Linked DNA regions of Mus musculus: region 1 is linked to region 2. The links are chromatin contacts, called in public HiChIP or PLAC-seq maps. All regions are on one chromosome and are shown on one strand. The core of a region is the stretch at or near the end of the contact, and the rest is flanking DNA. Distances in the headings are between cores, read along the strand shown.

What was found. HiChIP or PLAC-seq counts read pairs in DNA pulled down with a chosen protein or histone mark.
Region 1: an H3K4me3 HiChIP or PLAC-seq map of the SCID.adh cell line shows a contact between it and region 2, with 14 read pairs. The contact joins the enhancer-like site here to the promoter of Fbxo4 in region 2. A contact is called at or near these places in 1 of 39 promoter capture datasets (macrophages), 2 of 484 Hi-C or Micro-C datasets (the C2C12 cell line and Th1 cells), 3 of 115 datasets of contacts at active chromatin or transcription factors (CD8 T cells, the SCID.adh cell line and bone marrow-derived macrophages) and 2 of 9 other capture datasets (adipose tissue and liver).

The regions. Positions count from the first base shown.
Region 1 is chr15:4,084,491-4,091,407 of GRCm38.p6, forward strand. Oxct1 (3-oxoacid CoA transferase 1) reads left to right here. Exons shown (of 17, transcript NM_024188.6): 8 at 6,678-6,785. Among named protein-coding and RNA genes, the nearest start is that of BC037032, 61 kb to the left of the region's middle. Within about 2 kb of position 1,266, at least 44 of the 459 cell types and tissues checked have an H3K27ac peak or open chromatin away from gene starts, as enhancers often do. A contact at or near this core is called in CD8 T cells, the SCID.adh cell line and Th1 cells, where this site is marked.
Region 2 is chr15:3,978,145-3,985,274 of GRCm38.p6, forward strand. Fbxo4 (F-box protein 4) reads right to left here and starts at 1,429. Exons shown (of 7, transcript NM_134099.2): 1 at 1,098-1,429. The coding sequence starts at 1,280. It overlaps AW549877 (expressed sequence AW549877), which reads right to left. Exons shown (of 6, transcript NM_145930.3): 6 at 3,891-7,130.

The sequences.
Region 1 (6,917 bases), core at 16-2,515, 110 kb after region 2:
AAAGAAGAGCATTCCCTCCTGAAATTTAAACCAAAGAAAAACTATAGCACCATCATTCTAAGGATCTGTAAGGCCCTCAAATATTTGTGTTTTTTTTTCTTTTCTTCTTCTTTTCCTCCTTCTCCTCTCCCTCTTTCTCCCCCTGCCCCCTGCTCTGAATCTCTGAATCAGGGTTTCACTATGTAGCCTTTGCAGATTTATAACTGGCTATATAGACCAGGCTGGACTTGAACTCACAGAGATCCACATGCCTCTGTGTCCTAAGAGCTGAGAATAAAGGTGGCTGCTACCACACCCACTTTCACTTTTAAATTTAAACAATGACTTATGTATTTTTATGTGTATGGATATTTTGCTTGTATGTTGTGTTTGTGCACCGTGAGCGTATGGAGGCCAGAAGAGGATGTCAGATCACTCAGCATTGGACTTAGAGACACTTGGGAGTTGACATGTAGGATTAGCTGTAGAATCTTGGGTTCTCTTAACTGCTGGGTATCTCTCCAGCGTTTCTGGTTTCTTTTTTTTTTTTTTTTAATTGCTTGTTGCCAGGTCTGGCATGACTGTGTAAGAGGAGGTGTGACACAGTTCCTGTCCCTGAGTATTGATTCCCATGTTCCCCACATGTGCTGATGACTGCTGTTGGCCTGAAATTGATCTACTGTCTTTTCTGTTTACTTTCTATCTCTTTTTCTGGACAATACACTTCCCCCCATTACTCAGAACCAATCACTGCATAGTAAATGAAACAGATGCAGTTCTCAGGAATGAGGAATGGAGGTGGCCGTGAGGCTATGGAGGACAAGGAACAGATCTTCTGTTTGGCCTTCAGGGCCATGGGAAAGGATCTAGACATCGTAACAACAGAGGCCTTAAAGGCCTAAAGAGTCCTTTGTAGAAATTGCTCATTGATAGACTCGGCCTTGAACTTGGAATTATGAGGAGATACAAATACCACCCAGTCCAATGACTGCTGTGTTAATTAGCCACAGTGAACTTGGGGACATCAAAGAGAGAGAGTTAACCTGGTCTCAAGAAGAAAAGACATGGATAGGAAAAGAAGGAATCTATAAAATACAAGCAAATGATATGTGAGTTTATCATGTAGAAGAAAAGCTTATAAATGAGCTAAAACCAAATAGTATTAGAGAGTACATGAGGCAATGGAGTTGCTTTACTTGCATACATTTTAAAGCCTTGTAAGAAATTGTTTCAACCTGAGTAGTCTGTCGCCTTTCTGTTCTTACATGAAAGTAGTTACTAAAGACAGCTGCCTGCTGTACCAGGAAACCGCAAGAGCTGTGCCCAGCTACCGGTGAAGAGCAGGCTGTGTGAAACCTATAAGGAAATGTACTTTTGCTTTGTGTTTAGTCTCTGAAGGAACCGGGGCTTGGGACTGTTGATCCGGGACTCAGAGATTTTATGTAAATTTAAGAATTTCTAAAAACGTATTAACTATGATCAAAGCCTTAATGATGGAGCTTTAGTAAATAAAAGACTGGGTTCAGGCTCTCTGATTGGGGGAAGGCAAAAGAATAGAAAGAAGAAGAAGGAAGAATGATGAGAATTCTTGGGCAAGAGAGAGAGAGAACTTGAACTGACAGCTTGCATCCACTACTGACTCCAGGTCGTTATTGAATCAGCATGGCTCCCATCACCCCCTTCCCCAGCCCCCAGGCCTCTCCTGATGCTGAGGCTGGACCTTGGCAGCTTGCCATCTCTCTTCACACCAGAGTAAGCTTCCTGCTCACTTCCTTGCTGAGCCTCACCGGTGCGTAATTTGTATTTGCTGGTGAATGGATGAAACCTGTCTCACATCTCCCCACTAAATCTGTAACGCTCCTCCCATAAGTGGCTTGATCTGGTGCTGTGTGAAACCACACAATGTGTTCTTTCCTGACTTTCCTATGAGCTAGCTGATCACAGACAAGTAGAATTTATTTTGCATGGTGTGAACTGGAGGAAGATTGTGTATTGTCCAGTTACACCTGCCCCTTCTTTATGCCGCATACACACCAACTGTCAAGCCATTGGCATACGCTGTTGTGGGTGGACCCTCAACCTGAAAAGGAGTGCTCTTGTGTCTCTTCATCTGCTGACATTGCCACTGTTTGTCTCTTGGTGGCAATTCCATGATTGTCTATTCAGGCTTTTAAAGAATACTGGGAAATAATATGTTGAAGTCTAGAATTAGTTCAGAAAATCAATATTTTGTCTTAGAATTTGGCTCTTCCTAAAAAAAAAGTTAGCATTGTCTTTTTCTTCCTATGACAGAAATAGAGGCAGGAAGAAATTGAGCTTCTCGGTTTCCTTTGTCTTCTGTCCAGGCAGAGAATGTTGTCATTCCTAATGCAGCTACAGCAATAGCAGCAGCGTTTTTTGTTTGTTTGTTTGTTTGTTTTTTCATTTTATTTTTTAAGTCAGAGCCTGTTTTCATTGGACACTGTAGAGTGTCCTTTGGCATGAGATCACACCTGCCAGGTTTCAGAGACGGCTTTGCCATCATATTCCCTACTGTCTCTAATGGTGTCTGAAGAAACAAGTATAATTAACACGTCGGTGGCTCCTTAGCTCTTTTGTTGCTGTGTATTTCTGTGAAGATGTCCATATGCATTTTTGTTCGTGGTCCCTTAAGCTCCCATGTTACTGTCTCATACGTTTTAACTGGCCGAGTTCTTCCTTAGCATGGGGTATCTTAGTCAGGGTTTCTATTCCTGCACAAAACATCATGGCCAAGAAGCAAGTTGGGGAGGAAAGGGTTTATTCAGCTTACACTTCCACATTGCTGTTCATCACCAAAGGAAGTCAGGACTGGAACTCAAGCAGAACCTAATGCAGAGGCCATGGAGGGATGTTACTTACTGGCTTGCATCCCCTGGCTTGCTCAGCTTGCTTTCTTATAGAACCTAAGACTACCAGCCCAGGGATGGCACCACCCACAAGGAGCCTCCCTCCTTGATCACCAATTTGACCAGCCTGTGTCAAGTTGACAGACAAAACCAGCCAGTACATAGGGCTTTAAGTAGGACGTCATCCTCTGTTGTGTTTCTTTTGTCCCTTTGTATTTTTCTGAAAGATAAATATTTCTCCACAGTTGCTCTTCCTCCTCTCCTTCTGTGGGCACGTGTAGCATCACCCACAGACTTGGACCATTGCCTGGCAAAGGAAGTGTGTTCCTCCCATCCCTCTGTGAAAGTTGGGAAACAAGTGTGGTTGGGAGCCTTTTCCCACCGCTGCAGACTTCCGCAGGTGTTCAGCCCTTAGCACAAACAGCTTCTAGGGTCAGGCTCATGTTTATGGATGTAACAAACTGAGGTGATCATTTAAAAAAAAAAGGGTCTCCTCATAGCTCCTCTGTTATATGTAAGATGTTTTCCACGAAATACAAAAACACTGTCATCTGGAATAAATAGGTATCTTTCTCCGGGCTTTAAAATAAAACTTTTCAGACTTTGAAAGTAGGAAGGTGCAAGGCAGAGAGAGTAAACCTTTAAAAACAAAGTTCAAATCAATAACGATTAGTATTTCCTAGCGTCTATTTTCCCCACTGATGACTGAAGGAAGACAAATACTAATTAGAGAAGCCTCAAGTGCGTGGACTCTGAGCAGTACCAGATGGGGCTGTGTGACAGCTGTTCACAGGGCCCGGCGTCTGCAAGCAACGCCCTCCCACAGAAATCACGAATAGCTACCCAAAGAGAGGAATTATTAGAATTTCATGGTGCTTCTGCTTTTCATGGGTCTACACACAGTAGTGTTAAAAAGCAATACTAATTGCCCTGAATTGATCAATGCAGTATGCAAGTGTCCAAATATCTACCATGTTTTGTGATCACTAGTTTACAAAGAAAGAAAAAAAGCAAAATGATGTAGTTATGTTGAAGCATATATGTATAGATATTTGCTTGTAAAAATCTTGTATTGTTATGATGCAAATTGTGAGCTGCTACTCAATACTACAAAATCATAATAATTGGTTCATTCTGTTAGGATATCTAATATTTATTTCTATCTATTTAGTTCTTAACAGTTGACTATTGATGCTTCTGACTTTATATTGAATACTGTGGTCAATATTTTCTTGAATATTAAGTCTTCATCTGTATCCCCATATAATAGAAACATTTTTAAAGCCAAGAACTTCACTGAAGGATTACACTGAGAACATGGTAAAGTTGTGAATGAGCTGTAAAGTTACAGCCAGGCTGAGACATAGCCCCCCCTGCTTCATTTCTTAGGGCCACTTCCAGCTTGTTTAACCTGCTCTTCACCTACTCTGTAGAAATAAAGTCAGGACAGGGACTGGAGAAATGGCTAAGTCAGTAAAGTGCCTGCTGTATAATGTGAGGGCCCGAGTTTGGATCCCCAGTAACAACATAACAAATGACAAGCATGGCAGCAAACATCTGTAATCCTTGGGTCTCTAGAATTCACTGGCCAGTGGCCTCACCAAATTGATGAGTTAGAGGCTTAGGAAAGAACTTTGTGTAAAAATAATAAGGGACGGGAGAGATCGAGAAAGACCACCATTGTCAATTTCTGGCCTCTACATACCTGTGCACATTTGTGCATGTGCACCTGTATATATAGATGCACACACCCTTACAAGCATGGATATATACCACATAAATAAAGACAAAGAAAGAAGAGGGGAAAAAGAGAGGGAGCAGAAGGAAAGGAGAGAGGATGTAGAAGGAGGAAGGGATGAAAGGAGGCAAGGAGGGACAGAGAGAATAGGAATAGGAATAAATGGTGAATATACTATGGGGTGATTCAGAGGGGGAGACAAGAGTTCGGAGCAAGAAGTCCTCTTGTCATTCCCTGTTGGAGGACATGTGGCTCAACAAATCCTTGTCTCTCTTTCTAGTTCCCAACTCCATTTCTCCACACTGACTCAACACAGACACCATGATTCCTACCTGATGTTTTAACTTTTTCCCCAGATCTTTCTTATCAGAAACAGTCCCCACCCAGCGCCCTGATCTTCTTCAGCTTCTTTGGGGCAGTGTATAGTAACTAATGATCTGAAATCTGTGTTCCTTCTCTGCGGCAGGAGCCTGGTGAGAGACAGGATAGCAAAATAGCATAGTGAGGACTTAACTCCACAGACTTCTGGGATGTTTCATTAATATTTTAGTCAGCACATTCAAAACAACTGTGCTTGTTTAAATAAGTCAGCTCGTTGAAATAAATGATTGTTTGCTTCAAGCATTGTATTAGATTTTTGTCACTATATTGAAAGATTCGGTAATCACCTCATGAAGAGAAAAGGGTTATTTTGGGCTATGGCTTTGAATTGCTCCTTCATGATTATGCAAGCCCACGGACTTTGGGCCTCCAAGGGGTGCTGGAGAACAGTAGTGGGGGATGTAGGATGGAACACACAGCCTGCTTACCTCAGCTGTGGCCAGAGAGCATAATGCACAGATGAGCGGGATATGGTCCCATAAAAGTGACCCTCCTCTCAGTGACCTGAAGATGCCCCGACTCTTTGTATATAGACCATGAAAAGTGTCCAAGAGTCAAGCCATAGCACATGTGATATCAATGAACCTGATTTTGCATTTGTCATGTGCAATTGTAAGCTTTCCACCCGGTCACTTTTTCCCTGGAAATAACCACTCTGAGACTTCTTATGTATGAATAAATGCCAAGGCCAAAAGTTAGGGTTCTGTTCCCTGACTAGCTCATACCTCAAGAATCCTGTTGTCATTTTAGTCTAAGTGCTGCCATGTCCGTGGTTATGTGGTCCTCAGTTTTGTCTGACCATTTTCCTCTGTCTCTGGTTGAATATTTCTTTTATGCCTGTCTCTTTCCCAGAATCCCCTCTGTCTGCCAGATGTCCCACCTTCGAATCCTGCCTCAGCTCATTGGCCAATCAGCTTTTTACTGGCAGGTGCACAGTGCACAAGAGATTTTCTCTACAGTCATGAGAAAGTTGATTCTTTAACCAGAATTAGCTTTAGCCAGAACTTAATGTTGACATTAGGTTTGATTTTTGTTGTTGTTCCTTGTCATTCTTAGTTCATTTATGTTATTGTTAAAAAAAAAGAAAGAAAAGAAAAAGAATCCTAAAATAGCAGACGAACTTGGGAACATTTTATATTATTGCAAAATAATGCCACTGTGAATGACTCTGATTTGAGTTAATTCGACTATTTCTAGTTATTACTTAATAATTCCTTCTTGAAATTTCCACATTAAAATCAATTATCCATCTTTGAGTAAAATGATTTGGATGATTACAGTTCTGTCACGATGCTGGGAAGTGAACAACAGGAGTAATTAAAGCTGGCTGTAAGTGACATTTGCATCTATATTGAAAACCTCTGCAAGTGACCACACAGATGTTGTTACAGATTTTTTCTTTGATATGATAAATTTCTCATTAATTTAAGGAGCGTGCTTTTGAGCTTTGCACTGATGAGCTGCAATTTACCAAAGTCCAAGCAGCTGTCCTCATGCATTTGATGAATTTGTAACTGAAGTTCTCTTGGAAAAGGCTAAGTTTTGTCACTTTATGTCCTGAATTGTGCATTCAGATAAATATATGCATTTTTGGTTTCTTTTCAGTTGTGGCTCTGAAAAGTCTGGTATGTGTGGCATGCGCTTACATAGATTCATAGCTTCCACTGTCTCACTTAACAACCGTTCTTTCTTTTTTTTTTTTTTTACTCTAGGTTGAAGAAATTGTAGACATTGGCTCATTTGCCCCAGAAGATATCCACATTCCAAAGATTTATGTGCACCGCCTCATAAAGGGAGAGAAATATGAGAAGAGAATTGAGGTAATTTACATTGCCAGTCCATATAAAGCTGGTTACCAGAGACACATGTCTCTCAGGCCATTCCAGGTGATAGAAGGTTGGAGCTGAGCCGTCTCACTCTGTCTCTTAAGTCGGAGTTTCCTGTGAGTCCAT
Region 2 (7,130 bases), core at 179-2,678:
CACCAATAGAAAATTCAAAACTAAACATTTTCATCCCTAACACACCTGAAATGTTGCAAACTCAAGCTCTGCCTTTCTATTTTTCAAGCAAAGTAACCAGTTCCTTTCATTTCTTTCCATGAGTATGTTGATGTACCAGTTACTAATTTGTTCTTCAAAAATAAATGAGTGTCAAGTGGAGATTTTTTTCAAGCTGGAGAGATGGCTCAGAGGTTAAGAGCACTGGCTGCTCTTCCAGAGGTCCTGAGTTCTATTCCCAGCAACCACATGGTGGCTCACAACCATCTGTAATTTGGATCCAGTGCCCTCTTCTGGTGTGTCAGTGACAGTGTACTCACATATACATAAAATAAATAAATAAATAAATCTAAAAAAACAAAGTGGCGGTTTTTCTGATTTTATCACTAGATCAAATGAAAGCATGTGAACCTGTCATTTGAATTTCTCTCTATAGAGTATTAATCAGGTTCCGAGGACACCTGAGAGAAGCTTGGAGGTAACCTAAGCCTGTGGCTTTCATTTAGAGTGAATGTCAGTGGGATGTACTAATAACCCAACTGAGATAAAGGAATTGTCATCAACAATGTATAATCTATTTATTTATTTATTTATTTATTTATTTATTTATTTATTTTATCTTTCTCTGAAACTTTAAATTGCATGCATCCTCTTTGCAGCCTGACCTAACTTGAGGTACTTGTAACTTTACTGGTTTCAATTATGTGGCAGTTTTGTTGCTTTGGATATGTCAGAGTTGCTTGCTCTAGGCGACCCCCCCCCCCCCCTAACTGGAATACATTGACTAGGGATTAAAATGTGCAGAAGAAAGACACTGGAATGCCTTCCAAGCTAACCCACTTCCTTCATCAGATTTCCAGACATCCAAATAGGATGACTGACAACCTGTGGGTGATCTCGCTGGTCATTAGTGAGTGTTGTAGTGCGACCTTGGTTGGCAGGGGGATACCAAGAGTTACCATCAAGGCAATCCTGGCCACTTCACTTCCAGGCGAGCACACACCCGGAAGTGGCTGCCCTGCCGGCCCAGGCCCCCGGCCTGCGGCGGTCTCTGTGCGCGGCCTGCGGCCTCGGCTCACCGGCAGCCGCGTCAGCGCGCTCGTCTCCTCCGCCGCCTCCTTCCGGGAGGCCGTCGGCGTCGCCCGCTCCTTGGCCACCGAATACCAGAAGGTCCTCCAGCCGCTCAGGATGGCTGCCTCCAGGCGGCCCCAGTCGCTGGCGGGCGGCGGGGAGCCGGCTCCGCGGGGCTCGCTTCCAGCCATGGTCGCAGGCTCCGCGCGACACCGCGGGGCGCACGGGCTCCCCAGCCGCTCGGCCTCCGCCTCCGCCCCGCTGGTACGACCCGGGCTGGTCGGTTGGGCAGGGCTCCAGGCCGAGGTGGCCCGGAATGACTCACCCCGTTAGCCCAAACCCTCCCACACTACACATCCTCCGGGTCCCTCCCTGCCTCTGTGCGTCACCACAAGGACCTGGGAGCTAGGGCTTGTTGAACAGCCACCCTTTTTCTGAAATCTTGCTTCCCCTTAAGCGTTAGATATTAAGTAGGCTGTATGTGTGCTTCTGTGTTTTGGAATCAGCAATCTACCACTTGGAGTTGAGCAAAAACTGAGCCCGTGGAGGCTATCAGGAGCCTTATGTGTTATTAAAGATAACCTTGGCTGACTAGAACATCGTGCTGTGGAGAAACTATTGTAGATGGGAAGCCAAAACTGCCTCAAGCGTAGCTCTTTTAATATTAACTTCAATCTGGTTTTGGTCTAACCTCATGAGGTTGGGTGAAACTTGTAAGCTTTGCTTAAAATTTTATTTAACTACATGTATGTGGATATATGCATGAGCACTCAGGTTCCAGCAGAGGCCACAGGCATCACAAACCCTGGAACTGGAAACCACACCCTTGAGAGCCACCTACTCAGGCCCTCTGAAAGAACAGTACATTCTTATAACTGCTGAACCATCTCTCAAACACCTGCCCCCTTTACCGATTTTAAAGTAAATAATGTTGTAACATCTGAAAGCCAGGCAAGATGTAGCCAATTTTATCTAGGCTGTGTACATAATGCCCTCATCAGCGTAGGTGGTATATGTATTTGATGTATGGTCTTTGTTTTGTGGCTATAATAGTTCTTGCAACTGCTTCCACAACTTGGTGTGCCAACCTGAATCCAATCTCTGGCCATGGCCACTCACATTTTGCTTGCATTTACTTCCTCAAACTCCATTATTAGGTATTTTCTACCAAAATGGTGAGTTTAAGCCCACGACAAAAATGTACATACACTAAAAAATTGTTCAATCAATGATCTATCATAAAAGGTCAGAAGAAAATTTGATAGGAAAGAAAAGCCTGGATGTGGTACTATTAAAAGCCATTAGTGAATTTTTAATCTTCCAAAAGTGATGTCTATTCTAGTAACTTTAATCATAATCAAAAAGAAATTTAAGAAATGAGAGGTAGGCTATATAACAAAATATTATATAGCACTGGATATAGTTTTAGGAAAGACACAAATACCTATTTGGTAGCAGGTTATCAGTCTCTTTAAAGTAGATTACCTCACTTAATCTAATCCCCAAACCCATTCCACATCTAGACTTCATCACGGGAATACTTCGGATTTAGTAGTCACGTGTTAAATTCTTTAAAATCTTTTAGAATAATCTAGTAAGGATCACCACGTTATAACCTGAGGTGTAAACCTTGTTCTGGAGAACATGGAAGATGGGCGGAGCCCACATAATCTATCTCAAAATCACTGTCAACCTTTAACCACTTACTATTCCAAGATGGTTTGTTTGTGTTTTGCTTTGTTTTTTGTTTTTTGGGAAAACAGTTAAATTTTATCATCTATATACAACTGGTTTAATATCAATTGTCAAAACATTCTACATCTAGTCCATAGGATATTTAAAAATTAATACCATTTTACAATCTTCGAAGTAGAAGGCAAAGGCCACATCTTTTAAAAACACGCTAGGCTACAGGAAATAGTTGCTAGTATATAAATATGAAAGTAACACAGCAATAGCTGCATGTAACAGTACATAATGCTCAGTAGTGGACCCTAGACACTTTTCACAAGGGCCCTTCATTCAAAATGCAGTACCTGAAGCTCCAAATGAAAAGTAACAGACATTCAATAAAGCTGGAAGCTGGGCAACTGAGGGTCTGTCAGAGCATACATTTAAAAATGATTATTCTTTCCTATGACATTGCTCAGCAATGAGTAGGTCAACCACTTGCTCAGATTATCAGGACAAGGGGAAAGACTTATGAATTAATTACTTATATGGCCTTTCTCCTCTCTAAACTGTGTTTTGTATTCAGAGAAAGAAAATTAGCATAAGTCATTTTAAGTATGAAGAAATGAAAATGCCACTGCTTTTATATTACAAGGAAATGTGACTTATCTACTGAGCGAGGAAGAAATCAGCTTCATTATAGAATTGTTAAAACATGGCTCAGTACTAAGAGCTCCTCCTGCTTTTGCAGAGGATAGGAGTTGGGAGTCCCTCGCACCATCAGGTAACTTATAACCATCTCTAATTCCAATTCCAGGGGATCTGAGACTCTAGCCTCCACGGGCATGGGCCACATGCACCCACATGCACACACACACACACAATTTATACATACTTAAAAATAATTAAAAATATATACTATTTAAAGACAGAAAGACTTAGCAATTGACACAGTTCCAGTTAGGAAATGACAGGGTTGTGATTTACCTCAGGCCTTCTAGTTCAAGAACTCACAATCTGAATCATTATGCTACTCTCTTTGAAAGTTACTAGGACCAGAAAGAAGGTATTCATAAATTAGGACAGAAAAGTGATGCAAGAATAAAATATAAAAGAAAGTAAGAAACAAGTAGGGGGGTTTCGTTTTATTTTATTAAGTATATGTTCCAAAACACTGTAGCTGGAACATGTCACTAAAATTTGCAAAAACAAAACTAGGAAACACCGGCATAGTACATAATGAATACTTTTAATCCTGGCTATCTTAAGCTTATGTAGACATAATACTTTTATAATCTATTTCCTTTTATAGTAAATGAATGAAGGGTAAGTAATACTAGAGGACTATTGAATCCTGGACTCTGTGACAGATGAAATATCCTCATGGAGTTATAAAGGGGCCCCAGGAGACAAGCAATCTACAAGCAGACCAAGTTAGTAGCGGTGGGTATTTAAAATGTCATGAAGATAACTGGAAAACACCTTCAGACACAGTTCATACTTTAATGAACATCACAAGACTGAGCACAAGATTGTGAGGCTGGGAATGTATCTTTTATGGTGGCCTCTTAGTCATGACTTTCACCTTTTTCCACTGTAAGCAAAGGATAAGGGGATGTCATGATATGTGACTTAACATGAAATAATGCACAGCAGCCAGACAGCCTATAAACATAGCAAGAGAGACAGGCTCTTAAATCAAGTCTTAAAGTCTACTCCACATCAGAAAACTCACACTGAGTAAAGAGTGATAAACGTTTAAGGATTGTGGGAAAATCCTGTAACATTTTACATTTAATCAACAGCAGAGAATTCAAACCGAAGATAAATTTTCACTAGACGCAGGAAAGCAAAAGCTACCAAACACCAGCATGATATAATACATACGCTGTGTCTATATTAAGTACCTCTTACTGTAATGTTTCCATACAATGCTACTTCATACTGTGTTTAAAATAATAGGGAAGTAATACTAAAGACAGTACAGAGTTTTGGTTTCTGTGGAAAGATGTAATAACCGTATAGAAGATAGAAAAGGGAACTGGGCGGTGGACAGAAAACCACCTCAAGTGAATAAAGAACCCAAGACCTTTAGGCTGTAGGCATCAGAAACACCACGAATGAGAAAGCCATTAGATTCAATAAAAGGAGGTTTTAAGAGCCACTTCCTTAGGAAAATCTTCAGATGTACTGCATACACAAGGCATCAGAAAAAACAGGATGGAAATTGAAGACAGTGCTTAGATGGATCTTTCTAACCACTCTAAATACAATAGCACCATCTCCACGTCACAATAGTCCCCTACACCCTGCTAAGTGTGTTATCACTTGGCATACTGTACATTCTTCCTCCACTAAAAGCCTGTAACAGGAGGGTGTTTATATCCTCAGTGCCTAGGACAAAATATGGCATGTTGTAGGCACATATTAGCTATTGAAAGGGTCTATTATAGGCTTATTGTTATGTGGAGTATTTGTTATTTTGAGGTTACTTCATTCTAAATAAAACAATTTACTCATCAAGATTAATACCAAAAGATGTATTTTCCTTTTATAACACCACAGTAGAAAGTACTACAACTATTATGGTCTATAAATTGCTCTCCAATTGTTTGGGGTAGGGGAGTAAATTGTACAAAAAGCACCCAGAAATACCCTCATAATTGTATCAACCAGTGAGCCCCCAAAGGTCATAAAGGCAAAAATGGAAGTTCTCAGCTTGTGAAGACAGTCTTATTTTCTCAGGTTTAGTGTCCAGGTAACACTTGACTCCTCCGAGGAAGACATGCTCCCTTTTGCTATATCAACCACTGGTATAGAGGGCATGGCAGTTTGGAATGCAATAGCAGCAACCGTCTTGTGCAAAGTTTGGCATTTCAAATCATGCCTCATTAATTCAGAAGACATTACTACCTACCATGCAATGAACAGTGTGTGCAAAGATAAAATTTTAAGATATGGAGTTCGTTCAGTAGTAAGAAAAAAAATTACAACACATTGTACTGTGGTGACATGTGAAAGGAAGCGAGAAAATAAAGGAACATCTAATTTCTACTGGAAAGGGCTGAAAAAAGCCTTTAGACACAGTATTCCTAAAGGTACGTCATACAAGTAAAGTAATTTATCTGGCCACAAAGACCAGTCCAGCAATAATGACGTCTACAACGGTACTATGGTTGTAAAACATAAGTGCATTTGGGAAAGGGAGTGGAAGCACTTGATTAACTGATTATGATCCACTAAAGAAATCTGTGCTTCTAAAATTCACATTAAAGATTTAGAAAGCTACAATATTTTCCTAATAAAACTTGCTAAAATGCTAGGTTACATAAAAATCTTGGCTGTATAAAGACAGGCCAAGAGTTGTGGCAGGGATTGTGGAATCTCCCTTGGCTTCCACTGCTTATTCAGAATTCTGTTTATCAAAAAGGAACCTCGCATTTTAATGTCTGAAAACCGTTGGTCTAGAACACAAATCAGAGTGTGTGCAGAAATAAGGATGGAAAGTAGGCCTTCTATTTGCTTATTTGGAAAACATACAAAATTGGAGGGAAATGAGGCAGAAAAGATTTCCATAAGAGATAAAAATTTGTTATTTGCTCATATTGAACTTAAAATGACCATGCAGTCAGTATTTGTCAAAGTGAAGACATTTAGCAGTCAATTAAAAATGAAATTCAGAGAGCAAGGAGAGTGGGGTTCCAGTTCCTGGCATGGAAACCAGCCTAACATTATAGGTGGCATAAGCCATGATGGCAGTGAGAAATACTGCTTGCCATGAGTATTTAGAGTAAAGAGAAAAAGAGAAGGAAGAGAATGAAACTTTCATGAGGACAGGCAGAAAATGAGAAACTACAGGAGAAAGAAGAAATAACAAAGATCAGTCTTCAACAGAAATTAGGCAAATTCTTCTCCTTTAAAACAGAAAAATGCATAAATAGAGTTGACTCCCTCATAATCTAAACTTCCTGTGGAAGAGCAAGGGTAGAGGTGACTAATGAACTTTGACTCTACCATGGTGGGAAAAGGGGAGGCACCTTAGTAGCTTTGCAGTTAGGATTGTTAAGTGAAGTCAATGTGTAGCAATACACTTTGAAGGATTGCATGCCTTCCATAAAACTTAGTCTCCTAAGAATGACTGGCTGACAAGATTAATGCAGTGCTGAGAGCCTGCCAAGGATGATGCTGCCAAGGAGATAAAATAGGAGAGGAAACAAGGGAGGCCAGTATTCATGTGATGATGCCCCATGAAGTAGGGGGCAAAAAAAAACATGAAAGAGGTCGCTGTTCAGGAGTTAGAGCAGTCTAGAGAAGCCCGTGAAAAGGTTGAAAGCTGTAGAATGAAAACAGAAAAACCAATGAAAACAAAG